Linked DNA regions of Oryctolagus cuniculus: region 1 is linked to region 2. The links are chromatin contacts, called in public Hi-C maps. All regions are on one chromosome and are shown on one strand. Each heading gives the region's core, a stretch centred on a gene start, on an enhancer-like site or on the middle of the called end of the contact. The rest is flanking DNA. Distances are from core to core; before and after follow the strand shown. Region 1 overlaps CSMD2 (CUB and Sushi multiple domains 2). Region 2 overlaps CSMD2 (CUB and Sushi multiple domains 2).

Region 1 (6,793 bases), core at 3,433-5,932, 140 kb before region 2:
CTTTAAGGGGAAGTTTGCTGACCCCGCTCTAGCTCTGGCAGGTGCTCATCCTTCCTTCTAAATTTAGGAGAAGCCATTTTCTCCCTTGTCCTATTACAGCCTCTCAAATACTAAGTGGCTCTTAGCATATATTAAAAGATTTTCCAGAAGACCATTAGCATCTGCATCTAATTGTCCACAAGGTGGGGATACTTAATCAAAAACAAAACTGGAAAACACTGAAAAGACGAAGTTGCTGATTGCCAAGCAGGGTTCTCCTGAGGCTTGGGCAGAGGAGGAAGAGGCCAAGGAGGGGCAGCTGCCTGGGGTTTCTCCAGCCCACCTGCCCTGAAGTTTTTTTTTTTTGTTTTTTGTTTTTTGTTTTTTTTTTTTTGACAGGCAGAGTGGACAGGGAGAGAGAGACAGAGAGAAAGGTCTTCCTTTGCCGTTGGTTCACCCTCCAATGGCTGCCACGGCTGGCGCGCTGCGGCCGGCGCACCGCGCTGATCCGAAGGCAGGGCCAGGTGCTTCTCCTGGTCTCCCATGGGGTGCAGGGCCCAAGCACTTGGGCCATCCTCCACTGCACTCCCTGGCCACAGCAGAGAGCTGGCCTGGAAGAGGAGCAACTGGGACAGAATCCGGCGCCCCTACCGGGACTAGAACCCCATGCGCTGGCGCCGCTAGGTGGAGGATTAGCCTATTAAGCTGCGGCTCCATCCCCTGAAGTTTTAATACTGGGGTTCAGCTGCCCTTGGTGGTGTCTGGCTCTCCCTCTGCTTCTCTGATAGGCTGCTCCCCAGATCCCTGAAAACCAGGCTGGCACCAAAGACCCATCCCTCTGAGGAAACCAAGTTCAGGGCATCCAACAGGCCGCAGCTTTGTTCTGATGCCCACTGTCCCCAAACCTTCACCATTTCCCCCATCCATAGACACAATAAGACAGACGGTTTGAATTTCAACACAGGGCCTCTGCCTGTGCAATAGTGAGTTGTATGAAGACCCAGTACCAGGGTGGAGTTCTCTCACGGTCCACCCTTGGTCTCCAGGGTCTCCTTGCACCTGCAGAACTGGGCTCTCAGAGTTCCTGATTCAGAGTGTGGGGAATAAACAGCAGAGAAGGATTCCACAGTTACCAACTTCCGAAGCTTCTCCAGCAGGGTCACCTCACTGGGGACAGGGTCCCTGTGAGTTCAGGGACCCTGGGGTTCTGTATTTCTGGCCTGGGACAGCCTATGATCTTGGTGGGGAGATAGGACCAAGTCTCATGGAAACTGGTAAAGAAAAATAGAATAGTGGCAGATAGTGTCTGAGAGAGTGGCCCAATGGACCATGGCGAGTAATGGGAATGAGGAGAAGGGGAGATCAGGTGAGCAAGACACAGCAGGGCGATGTTCAGGCAAGCAGGACCAACACAAGAAGACCAAAGAACTCACAGGAGACTGAAGAGTGCTGGAGAGGATTAGAAGGGAGGGCAAATGCCTACTGCCTGCCCATCCTCCATGCTGGGCTGTGTGTGGGTGCGGCCCATGGTCACTGTCATATGTTGCACCCACAAACAGCTGCACTAAGTGAGCAGGATCAGCTCCACGGTGCTGGTGAGGGGAACCAAGGCTGAGGGAGCTACCTAACCCGGCAGGGAAGGGCTGGGAGTTTCACGTTGTTTCTCCCACTGCAAAGCGTGAGTCCCTTCTACAAGTACTGGCTGCCCTGGGGCGGAGCAGCAGATGGGCCTGTGGGGACCACACTGTGGGGACCTTGGATGTCAGAAAGAAACATCCATTCAAGTCCGGGATGGGGCAGGGGCCTCGAAGGATGGAAACCTCTCGTCCCACAAAGTGGAACCAGTCCTGATGACAAAATGGTGGCCACCATGTTTGAACAGGGCTAACAGCCAATGGTTACTGGGTTCCTGGGTGGCACCTCTGTGCTGGGCACTGCTCCAGGAGCTGCGCAGTGAGGAGGTCACTACAGATGGGGCAAAGGGGACACAGAGGGTCCAAGCTGCCTGCCTGGGTGATGCCGCTGGTAGGTTGCAGAGGGCAGACAGCAGAGTAGGGGCTCTGGAGGGCTTTTACCCACGCATCATTCATTCATTCATTCAGTTATTCATCAAGCAGCATCTGCCATGTCCCAAACAACATGCCACGAGTGGAATGCAAGGCCGCAAAGCTCACCTAACCTCACAGAACCTACACGTCCAAGAGAACACACCCAAGATTCATAGAATTTCCCAAAAGTTGGTGAAGAAAAAAAAATGCATGGAATAAAAAAACCAAGCATGGCTTTCAAAAACATTTTTCACAGATAAACTCATCTCTTCATTCCATGTCCCATGAACTCTTGGAAGCGCCCTCACGTGAGTTTAACTTGATGCCAGGGACGGCTCTTTACCAACATGGTTCATATTTGTCCCTGCTTTTCCTCAGCAGAAAAGAAACAGGTTCAGAGGGAAAGCGATGCGCCAGGCCTGCAGTTACACGAGAGCTTGTGTGGACAGTCTGCTCCATGCAGCGTGTTCTGGGTGGTGTGTCCTCTCCCCCTGCCCTCCTCCATCCACCTGTCGGCTTGGGGTGGTGCTCTAAGGCACACCTCCCTCTGCACTCTCCTGTCCAGCCTCCTGTGGCCAGTGTGCTCAGATTGGGATGTGGGGAGTTGGTATGTGGAGAAGTCTCCTAGGTCTCCTTCCTCCATGTCCGTCACAGGCAGGGAGGGGAAGCTCCCAGAAGGTTCTCTCCTTCCAGGACGTTGTCCCTGCCTCCTCGAGGGCCTGCGGATACTCACTGCTCATCCAAGTCCATACACACTTATTCTGTGCCAGGCCCCTTGCTGGGTGTGCAAATCTGACAGGATTCCTGCCCTCAAGAAGCTCCATCTGGTGGGACAGATGACTGGGCTCTGAAATCGAGTCAAAAGCTGCCCTGTTTGGGGAGGCAGGGGTTTAGGGGCTGCCATAGTGAGCCTAGCACTTGCTGCAAGTGGGGTCCTCCCAAGATTGCAGACGGCAAGGATAGCAAGGCAGCATTTACCAGGGGCACAAAGGCTGGGGGCTGGGAGCCACCCCAGGGAACTGGGGGAGATTAGCGTGTGGAGAAGGGAAGAGTGGTAGACAGCTTGCCAGACTTGAGAACTCACAGCGCTGTCAGAGATCCCTGGGGCAGGAGCTGGAAACGGAGCTCCCTAAGGGCTGTGACAGTGAGAGCGAGCCCAGGCCAAAGAATAGGTGTTTATGATGCCTGACCATTCAGAGTCAGCAATTCTCCAGCTGAATCTCTGGCTGCAACTCAAAGTCCTATGCCAGGCAGTCCTCCAAGACTCCTGTTAGCTCGGCTGAAGGTAAACAGTGGCCCTGGGTCCTGGAAGAAGAGCAAGGATGGGTACAGAAGGTGAGGTGGGTGCTTGGTGTAGCAGTTAAGATGCTGGTTGGGACACCTGTGCCCCACATCGGAGTGCTTGGGTTTGAGTCTTGATTCCACTCTCTAATCCAGCTTCCAACTACTGCTCACCCTGGGAGAGAGCAGGTAATGGCTCAGCACTTAGGTGCCTGTCACCCACGTGGGAGACCTGGACTGAGTTCCATTCTCCTGGCTTTGGTCTGGCCCAGCCCTGGTTGTTGCAGGCATTTCGGGAGTGACCCAGCAGATGAGAGCTCTGTCTGTCTCGCTGGTTTTCAAGGAAGTAATGCATAGATGTGCGAGTAGAAAAAGAATGCAAAAACAAACCAGATTGCTACTGTGAGGGCTGCTTGGTCCCTGTCGCCCTACCCCCCCCCCCCCCAGGCAGCTGCCAGCCCCGGCCCACAGGCCTGGTACCTTCACACCGCAGCACGGCGCTGTTCCAGACCACGCTGCCCTCCTTCAGGACGCAGGTGATGGTCTCCGAGCCCTGCGTCCCTAGGAAGCCTTCGTCACACAGGAAGGAGATGGAGCTGCCCAGCTGGAGACTGTCCCCAAATCGCTTGCCGTTGACCGGGACGCCAGGGTCGGGGCACTCGTTGTGTCGGAAGGCTGTGGAGGTAGGGGTCACAGGCATGATCAGACAGAGCTGGTGTGCAGATGGGCCCCCCCCCCCCAGGAAGTAAATATCATTAGGATGGGGAATGCCACCTCTGTGCCACTTCCTCCAGAACCTGCCATGTGGCAGGGACAGCTAGACGCCCTGGAACCCAGGAGCCCAGGGTCACCACCGACAGGCCACCTCGGGCACAGGGCAGGTGCTGCTTCCACTCATCTCCAGCTTTTCTGAGCACCTAACTCAACTTCTGCCCACTGGACATGTACAGGCGAGGCGGGTGAGCTAGGGGGTTCTCACGTGAGCTCGTTCCCACTGTGTCATGATTCTAGCACGTGCCTCTTACTGCCTCAGTTGACAAATGAGGAAGTGGAGGCTCAGGGTGGTGAAGGGGCAGATCTGGCTCCTCAATGTCAAATCCACTCCATGCTTCCCTAACTTCCGACAGTCACGGGATCGTCCCCGCTGCAGGGGAGCTGGGCTAGGAATCTTGTGACACTAACAGGTACTAAGCACCATAGAGCAGGAGCCCTGGAATTAACCCTGTCTGAAGCCATTGCCTTTATTTCCTTGCCTCTTGTCAGGGCTGCCTCTCACTCTGTAGGCAAACTGATAACGCAGGGAGTGGGGACAGGAAAGAGGCAGAGCGCTGCGGCTTTCATCCGCTCTGCCTCTCCTCCGTCAGTTACACGGCTCTGGGTAGCTTATGTAATCTGGTGGGGGCTCGGTTTCCTGAGCCATCAGACGGGAGATCACACTTCTCTAGCAGGCTGCTTCTGAGACAGGAATAGAATGAAAGTTGGTAGGAAAATGAAAATGGCCAGAGTTTGCTGCAATTAAGTATGAGTTCTCCTCCCCCTTCCCATCCCGGCATGGAAAGACACCCTCTCCTGCTCCAACTACACCAGGCGCGTCCCCAGCCTTCCTCCATCGGCAGTGCCGCAGTGCCTGCACTGGTGTCCCTGGCACCAGGCCCCGTTGGCATTCCTGCCATTTTTAAGGATGCCCCCTTTCTGGGGGAGACAGGCTCCATGGAGGCATGGGCACGTGCCACTAGGAAGGAAACGTGCACACACACATGCTCTGAGACAGGAGCTGGAGGCTGCTGGATCTTGCTTATAAACGTGGCTGCCTTTCCCACTGCAGAGGAGCTGCAGGGGCCGACAGAGAGAGGCTGCGGTGCTCCCACGCTGGGCCGTGGCTGAGTCCCTACATCCCTCCTTCGGAAGTGCAAAGGCTAGGTCAGCCCAGACTTCAGTCTCTCAAGCTTTCTTCATTAGGAACTACAACCATGGAGTTGCCCTGAAATTTAGAGACATAGACTGGTGCCTGGGACCCAGAATCCAAGCATCTGCTATACCAAACCCTATCAGTCACACACACACACACACACACACACACACGTATGCACATACACACATCCCTGCACACATGTACCATATATCCATGCACACATCCATGTACATACATATACATGTATGCATATAGGCCCACATATAGTGCATGCATACACTCAGGCAACACACATGCAGACACATACCAACACACATCCCTAAACACACATACACATACTTATTCAACACATGCACACACATGCCTTCACATACAATCTTGGCAGGAACACATATATGTGTACACACAATCCAGGCATTACACACACATGTAGGCTTACATCCATGCACACATACATGGATGCACACACACATGCATGTGTAAGCCCACATGCAAACCCAGGAATGTCCACATACACACATGCACATATGTATGAATACATACACACAGACACCACACATCCATGCATACACAGGCATGCAAACATGTATGCACACGTGCACAAAGCAGGGGGACAGACCATTTCCAATGTCTGAGAGCAAAAGCTCTATGTCAAAGATTTAAATATGGCCCACTTCTTTTTATTTTTCAAGGCCCCGTTTTCCTGGTGTGTACAAAGGGACAGATCTTGGCTGACAGAGTTTTTGTCACCAGGCTATCAGTGATGATGCCACAGTGCTCAGTGCAGTCCTGCGTGCAGTAGCTGCTCCATAAACAGCACCTCATCTTTGTCCACCTTCTCCACATGGAGGAGCATTAGATTTATTCCCAGGAGCTCCAGCAGAGCCAGGGAATCGCTGGTCCTCGATACAGGTTTCAAGTCAACAGAGGGAAAGCAGTCAGAGCTCACCAGCTATGGGGACAGCTGCTGGGAGATGAGCTCCCCAGTCACAAGGGAGGAGATGAATGCCCCCTGGGGAGACTACCTTCATTCTCAACACTTGTCCTTGGACTCGTGTTTTATGGAATGCACCCAAATTATCTGGGAAGTCTGTACAATGTAGATTCTGGGCCCTCATCCCCTTAGAGACTGACTCAGCAGGCCTGGGATGGGGCCCAGATTCTAAAATATATTTCTAGCTATGCATCCCACTGTCCAATAGTATGAATGCACCGAGAAGCACATAAGACATGTAGTTGTGCTGTAGGAACATTTCCGGCTGGGGGTCTTGGGGGGCAGTTACCATTTCTGCTTTGACCTGTGCCATGTTTCGAGTATTTACAGATTATATGCCTATCGTGTTGACAATTGTGGAGAAATCCTGGAGAGAAACCCGTAGGTCAGTGTGCTGCCTGGGCCTGGGCTGCCTTCTGTTTCCTCCCACGGACTTGGCATGCGTTCCTTTCCTAGAAAACTGGACTTGTTAGAATTCAACTTTCCTGGGAGACTGCCAGTTATCTGTTTCTGCCCCAAGTCCCTCCTTGGGGTCCACACCGACTCCAAACCTGCAGAGTTCTCAGCCCTCACCACGTT
Region 2 (7,391 bases), core at 1,128-3,627:
TTCAAATCAGAAATGACAGATTTGGGGGAAAATTCATTATTCATTGGGAGCTAAAATAAAGCTAGACCTAGAGCTCAAACTTGGTACAAAAGCATAACTCAGATTAAAAAGCTAAGTGCGAAATATAAAACTCAGAGTTCTAGAAGAAATAGAGAAAACTATTTTTATCATCTCCAAGTGAGGAGGTATTTGCAGCTATGACACAATAGTCAGGCATTTTATGCGATCGAATCATGAGATCAGCCGATTTGATCACATCGAAGTCTAAGTTTCGGCTATGAAGGAGAATAAAGCAAAGCAAGAAGTCACTGATTGATAGAATTCTTTTTACAGCACACATATTAATGTTTGCAATATACAAAGAGCTCCCACAAGTCAATAGGAAAACCCTTATAACCCAACAGAAGAACAGGTGAGGAGTTAAAATAGGCAATTCAGAGAACAACATCAGAGAGATCACGAACACACCACGAGATGATCAACGACACTGATAACTGCAGGAAGGGTAATCAAAAGAACAAGGTGCTATTTTTCACCCATTTCAATGGATAAACCAACAGAACTTTAACTCAGGAAGGACATAGGGAAGCATCCGGTTTCATACAAGATTGATGGTGGCGTTGAATTGGCAGCCTTTTTGCATGACACTTTGGCAGGATCTAAATTTAAAAATAATGTATACTCTGACCCAGAAATCCCACTTTGAGGAAGCCTACGGAAGCCAGCCTATGAATGCACAAGCGTGCATAAAGATAGACCCACGGTGACGTCAACCTTACACTGTTTGAAAGAGTGAAAAAATAATTTTTTTTTTTGACAGGCAGAGTTAGACAGTGAGAGAGAGAGAGAGAGACAGAGAGAAAGGTCTTCCTTTTTCCGTTGGTTTACCCCCCAAGTGGCTGCTACCGGCCAGTGCGCTGCGCCGATCCAAAGTCAGGAACCAGGTGCTTCCTCCTGGTCTCCCATGCAGGTGCAGGGCCCCAGGACCTGGGCCATCCTCCACTGCCTTCCCAGGCCACAGCAGAGAGCTGGACTGGAAGAGGAGCAACCGGGACAGAATCCGGCGCCCCAACCAGGACTAGAACCCGGCGTGCTGGTGCCGCAGGCAGAGGAGTAGCCTAGTGAGCCACGGCGCTGGCCGAAAAAATGTAATATTAAACAAGTGTTAAAAAGTGATGACGCACACACACACGCACACACACACACACTGACAAACAAGAAAAATCTCTAATAAGATACCAAAAACAAGCTGCAGGATATTATGTTTATGTTCAAGCTCTTGTCCTGTGAGTGTGAGAACACCTGGAGATGCAGGTCTACAAGGCTATTTATCAGCTCATTAATGATGTGTGCCTCTGGGGAGACAGTGCGATTAGGATGGGGCAGACACACAGAAGACTCTAACATTTAACTCCATGTTCTTGGGTGTGTTCAGAATTTTTCACCATGAGCTTGAATTGCTTTTGTAAATAACAAACATAGATGGAGATATGTATGTCTACATATACACACAATACACTATATATACACACACACATTCATACGTATGTACACACACACACTATATATACACACACATTCATAAATACTGTACGAACAAAGTTCTTTATTAAAAACCAAACAAAGCCATGCTTTAAAACAACACAGAAGGAAATGCATAAGAACTTTCCCCTGTGAGAGTTTATCTACATTTTCCTCTATTTTTTAAATTGTCTTTGATGACCACGCTTTTCATTTATAATGGAAATAAAAAATGCATGCCCTTTTTTCTTCATAAGTTCTGCTTGCTTTTTTGCTGGAAACCAATTCTGTAAAACAGGCACTCTTCCTCCCTTCTCCACTGGGGCTGGTTGGGTGATTCTGCAGCAGAAAGTGGGGGGTGGGCATTTGTGGGCCCAAAGCACTGATAAGAATACATTAGTAGTAGGTGAATGACCCAGTGCGGATGGGAGTGAGAGCAAATGGGTTTGGTGAAAGGGCCCACGATAACTCATTAAAAGTGATTAATGGGATGTTCCCAGCATAATAGCATGTGTGTAAAAAATTGACGATGCTTTATGATGACTGTGAATGGATCATCACGCTGTCCATCCATCCAATCCTCACACCAGGATCAACACCCCGGGCACATCTCTGCCTGGTACGAGCCGGACGGCTGAGGATGGGGACGGCATGAAGACAGAGAATGAAAAGGGCTCGGAAGAAAGCAAGGGCGAGTGGCTCGGAGCCAGCACTGGCCGGGTGCCGCTGGGCTCTCGGGCACCACTTGAGGGGCACCGTGAGGGGTGAGTCGCCCAGCTGGATGGGTTTCTCTGGCCCTTCCCAGGAGCCTCCCAAAGAGGGCGAGAGAAGAGGGAGGAAGAGGAAGTGACGCCTTGGGGAGCTTGCACCCACGCAGCTTTCGAGAGAATGAGTCTGATCGCCGAGCCCGTTCCTCCTCCCCAGGCCGAGGTCTGAAACTTCTCGGGGCGGCTTCAGAAAGCGATGAAGGGAATGTGGGGATGTCTAAATACAGCACCCCCGTGGGCGTCCCTGCTCAACCCTGCAGGGGCTCTTGCTGACTGCACCCCCAGTGCCTGCGACTCAGAGAAATAGCACGACCGCACTCAACGCTCAGAGACACCAACCTTCCAAAAATATGTGAATGTTGACAGCAGTCTGTCTTGTATTTCGGTGGATAATTGGTGTGTGTGTGTGTGTGTGTGTGTGTGACCTAAATCCAGAAAACATACCACAGCCCTGATTTTCTGAATCTCAATGGCTGGTGGCCGAGTTAGCAAGCAGCACGGCCTTTTCCTAGGACTACAGGGACAGGGGGTCCTGGTCCTTGAAGCAGCCCTGCTGCTTGCTGGCCGCTGCGGCCTGCTGGAAGGGCAGGGGGCCACTCCTCCTCCTGCCCTGGGCTATCTCCAGGGCTGTAGCCTTACAATGGTGATGGGGAAGGGGCCTGTGGCACCACAGTCCTGGGGCAGCCTGAATAACTGATTCTTGTCCTCTGCACCTGCTTCCCAGAGCCACCTTCCCCCCTGTGCAGGAGTCTTTGGATTTGCCCCAGTCTCAGCGTTTCCCCAGGGCTGAAGCAAAGATGCTGCTTTGCAGGGTCATGTCTACTGAGCGCCCGTGTTACACCTGCCAGTGCACCTGCACGCTGCCCTTTCAGATTCATGCCTGTAGCAGGTGCTACTAGTGCCATGCTTGGAACCCTGGATCTTCCCGAGTGGGCCCAGTGACTGCCAGCTGCCAGGGTCCCCGTCTCTGTGCCTGAGGGCGATCTAACCCCGTTGCAGGCCACTTTGTCCATGCATGCAGCAGACTGGAAGGGCTGAGGAATTACTACAGCCCACCCCAGAAGCAGCCCTTATCCAGTGGCCTTCAGGAACTGCTGTGTGTGAATATCCCAGCTCCCTCCCTCCCTGAGTGGGATAATTCTGACACCTGAGTTCTGCACGTGGGATGCTGTCCCAGGCCCTCACTGTGGCACCTGGGTGATCCCACACACGCTGCCTCGGCTGCTGCTCCTCCCCTATCAGGTCCTCCTTTCTCTACCGGCCTGACCTGCACCTCCCAACAAACTGCTTGTCCTTGAACCCTTGTCTCAGGTGTGCTTTGGGAAACCTGAGCCAGGGTACCACCTGGTGCTGGGGGCAAGTGCTCCAGCAGCAGACAGTGAGTGCCAAGAAGCAGCCCTCCCCTGGGACCTGCAGGTCCTTCCCTGTGGGAAGTCTCCTCTTAGCCACCCCTGTCTTCTGCAGGTGCCAAGTCCTTTTCTCTCAGGTACTTCTGCAGAAAGGAGGTGCTGCTGGACTCCCGTCCACCATATCCCAATCCCAGCACCTTTGAACTTCAGAAAAATGGGAACAATACCTGTCCGTTTCAACCAGTAGCTACAATAAATGGCTATGGCGTTAAGCTAGACCCCTATATGCTAGAATCTCTGCTTGGTGAAAATGTTAAATTCACAACAGCCCTAACCCATATCAACAATTATTCCTGATATTAGACCTAACGAAAGAGAGACCCAGAGGGGTGAACTATTTGGTGCAAACCCTGGAGCTGAGTTCTGAGCCCATGTCTGACTGTAGGCCCCTGGCTGTAGCCTCTTGTGTTGCTGGCAGCCACAGCAGTTGGAGGCAGTGCCTGCAGGGGGTGTGGCTGTGTGGATGGGTTTGTGGGTTGAGGATGAGAGAGGCAGGGATTGGCCCAGCATAGGGGTCCTGGGCAACAGTCTGAGTTCAAGCAGGTATGGGTTGAATTGGTCCCGTCCATGGAAAGCCAAGACATTGTGGCAAAAAATGACCTACAGGAAAGATCTCTGGGGGCTGGCACTGTGGCTCAGCGGGTTAACGCCCTGGCCTGAAGCACCAGTATCCTATATGGGCGCTGGTTCGAGACCCAGCTGCTCTACTTCCAATCCAGCTCTCTGCTATGGCCTGGGAAAGCAGTAGAGGATGGCCCAAGTCCTTGGGGCCCTGCACCTGAGTGGGAGACCTGGAAGAAGTTCCTGGCTCCTGGCTTTGAATCGGCACAGCTTTGGCTGTTGCGGCCAATTGGTGAGTAAACCATCAGATGGAAGACCTCTCTCTCTGCCTCTCCTCTCTCTGTGTAACTCTGACTTTCAATAAATAAATAAATCTTTTTTAAAGAATGAAAATGATCACTTAAAAAAAAGATCTCTGTGAGTGAGATCCCGGTGGAAAGAAGGGGCCATCAAAGAAGGAGGTACCTTTCTCTGAAGGGAAGAGAGAACTTCCACTTTGATTATGGCCTTGTCTAAATAATGTCGGAGTTTGTGGACTCAAGAGGCTTCCATAGCCTTGGAAGCTCATGACAAGAGCCTCGGGTGATTACTGACATCATAAATAAGAGTGGCAATTGTTAACAACAGGAGTCACTGTGCACTTGCTCCCCATGTAGGATCTCTATCCTTAATGTATTGTACTATGAGAATTAACAGTAAAACTAGTCTTCAAACTGTACTTTATACTTTGTGTGTCTGAGTGTGTGCAAACTGTTGAAATCTTTACTTAGTATAGAGTTGATCTTCTATATATAAAGATAATTAAAAATGAAACTTAATGAAGAATGGGATTGGAGAGGGAGCAGGAGGTGGGGCAGTTTAGGGGTGAAAGGGCAGGTATAGGGGGAAGAACCACTATAATCCAAAAGTTGTAATTAAGAAATTTATATTTATCAAATAAAAGCTTTCTACAAAAACAAAACAAAAAGAAACACTATGAGCAAGGTAATTCAGTCTCTTCTCTGCCCAGCCTGGCAATTATTCCAGCGAGACTTAACCTGGAATTTCTGTCTCAAAATCTCCAGGAGAGGAAGGCAAGAATTGCTAGCAAGCTCATTTGGCTCCCACACGTACCCTATGTTATCTAATACTTTTATCAGTGACAAATGTGATATTTGTCTTCAAAAAAAAAAAAAAAGAAGAAGAAGAAGAAGAAATTGGTCCCTTCTGGGAGAACAGCAGACTTCTGGATGGAGGGAGTGGGCTTGTATGGTGGTGACAAGAGCTTTGCGGGGCTGGATCTGAAGTTGAGGGGATCTTCGATCCAACACGAGGTTAGCAGTGTCAGGGCCAGGTCTGAGGGTTGGGGATAGGGATGCAGGCATCGGGCTTCAATGGCCATAGCAGTAAGGCAGCCTTGCGGGCGGCCCCTCCAGACAGGCTCAGAGGGGATGCCATGGTCCAGATGTAGTCTGTGTCCCTGCCAGGGTCCAGGTGGCAGGAGCTTGTTCCAAGGATGGCAGTATGGGAGGTGGGATGGACCCGTGGAAGGCATGCCCTCAGATGGGTTCGGGTATTGAGTTTTCCGGAGAGGACTGACTGCAACAGAAGCCTGAGTCTGGCCCCTACTCAGTTGCTCTGGCTTCCAGTTTGAGATGTGACCCCCTTACTCTGACTTCAGCTCTGCAATTGCTACCTGCTATGACGTCACACAGTTGATTCCAGAGGGCCCTCGGCAGTGCTGAGCCCACGTCAGCACCATGTCCTTGAACTTCTAGGACTGTGAGATAACCAACTCCCTTGTCTTCTTTACCAGCCTGCTCTGCTGTTTCGTTATAGCTATGGACTGCTGATTAATACAAAGGGGCTTCCGAGTCTAGAGGTCTCCACCCAGAGCACGGAAGGGGCTGTTCCGAGCCCCAGGGTCTGTGGGATGGAGCAGATTGGACATCTTTGCAGCCACGTCTTCCTGGGTTTGGAGGTGGAGGGTCTGTAGCTGCAGTGCTTGGGCGAACGAAAGCCTGACTCTGAGAACCAAGTCCCCTCTGGGCTGTGGCACCTGCTGGCACCGTGACCACCCGCAGTGGGCTCTTTCTAACCCCTGATACAGAGGCAGCAGCATCTCCTGCACTGCCCAGAACCCCAGAGGCTGGGAGCCCCGCAGGTCCCAAAAACCAAGCTGGGTTTTCCCTTGTTAAGTCACAGGATGAAGCACTTTACATATTAATCAGGTTAGGAATCTGAGACCACATATCAGGGGATTGAAATATGTAGATTTTGATGATGAGTTCACGCTCATCAGAAAACCAATGAATCATCCTAACTTCATTATCAGGAATTATTTGATGGGGGAATTGGCAGGGGGGTAACCGGGGTGAGGAGAGGCGGGGGTGGGGTGGGGAAGATTTCTTGGTTCTTGGCCCAGGCTGTGTTGTTCTCTTCCAGCAATGGCTTTTCTATTAAAGCAGTTTGTCTGTGATGTGGGTCCTGCACATGGCCACATCCTGCAGGCCTCGGCGAAGCTTAGTAGGGTCCCACCAGGAGGCCCAAGGCAAAGAGAGACACGAGCAATCCCATGAGGACAACCTCCCTTCCGGTCATTCTAAGATGATGTGGGCACAGCCACTCCCATGATGCTGACTCGGTGAGGAGGGAAGGCCTTGTTGAGGCTGCGACCTCAGAGGGGCACCTGCAGGAGGTGAGGGAGTGAGGGCCATGGACGCCTGGTTCTTTCACATTAGTGGTTTCAATGGAAATCCCCACCCCACCACCACCTCCCAGGGGGCGCTACAGAGTGGGGGTTTCCCTTCCATCTTGCAGATGAGGTAGCTAAGGCTCAGAAGTGAACTTGGCCACACGGCTTGCAGGTGCTGGTGTCCTGCGTTCTGAGTCTCTTGCTTCCGTCGTTGCACCAGCTTGCTCTTACCCAAGCTCGACTCTGGGAGAGAACAGCAGAGAAGAAGTGGAAGGTCCGAGAGGTGAAGGACTAGCCCAAGGTCACACGGACAGCACGCGTCAGAGCTTGCATGTGCAATCAGGTTGCTCAAAATGCACCATGTCTGACTGCATTCGTCCTAACCCAACGGCCCACCGCCCAAACACCCCATCTGGGCTGCGGCTCTCCCTGGGGGAACACAGCATAGTCATTACCGCA

Evidence for each region. Hi-C and Micro-C count contacts between places; a contact is called where the count stands out from the background.
Region 1: a Hi-C map of an unstated tissue shows a contact between it and region 2, with 5 times the contacts expected there. The contact joins two enhancer-like sites. A contact is called at or near these places in 2 of 6 Hi-C or Micro-C datasets (psoas muscle and an unstated tissue).

Annotation. Positions count from the first base shown.
Region 1 is chr7:138,862,515-138,869,307 of mOryCun1.1, reverse strand. It overlaps CSMD2 (CUB and Sushi multiple domains 2), which reads right to left. Exons shown (of 65, transcript XM_051832049.2): 9 at 3,789-3,983. Among named protein-coding and RNA genes, the nearest start is that of HMGB4, 120 kb to the right of the region's middle. Within about 2 kb of position 4,682, at least 2 of the 8 cell types and tissues checked have an H3K27ac peak or open chromatin away from gene starts, as enhancers often do.
Region 2 is chr7:138,719,562-138,726,952 of mOryCun1.1, reverse strand. All of the region lies in intron 5 of CSMD2 (CUB and Sushi multiple domains 2), which reads right to left. Among named protein-coding and RNA genes, the nearest start is that of HMGB4, 26 kb to the left of the region's middle. Within about 2 kb of position 2,377, at least 1 of the 8 cell types and tissues checked has an H3K27ac peak or open chromatin away from gene starts, as enhancers often do.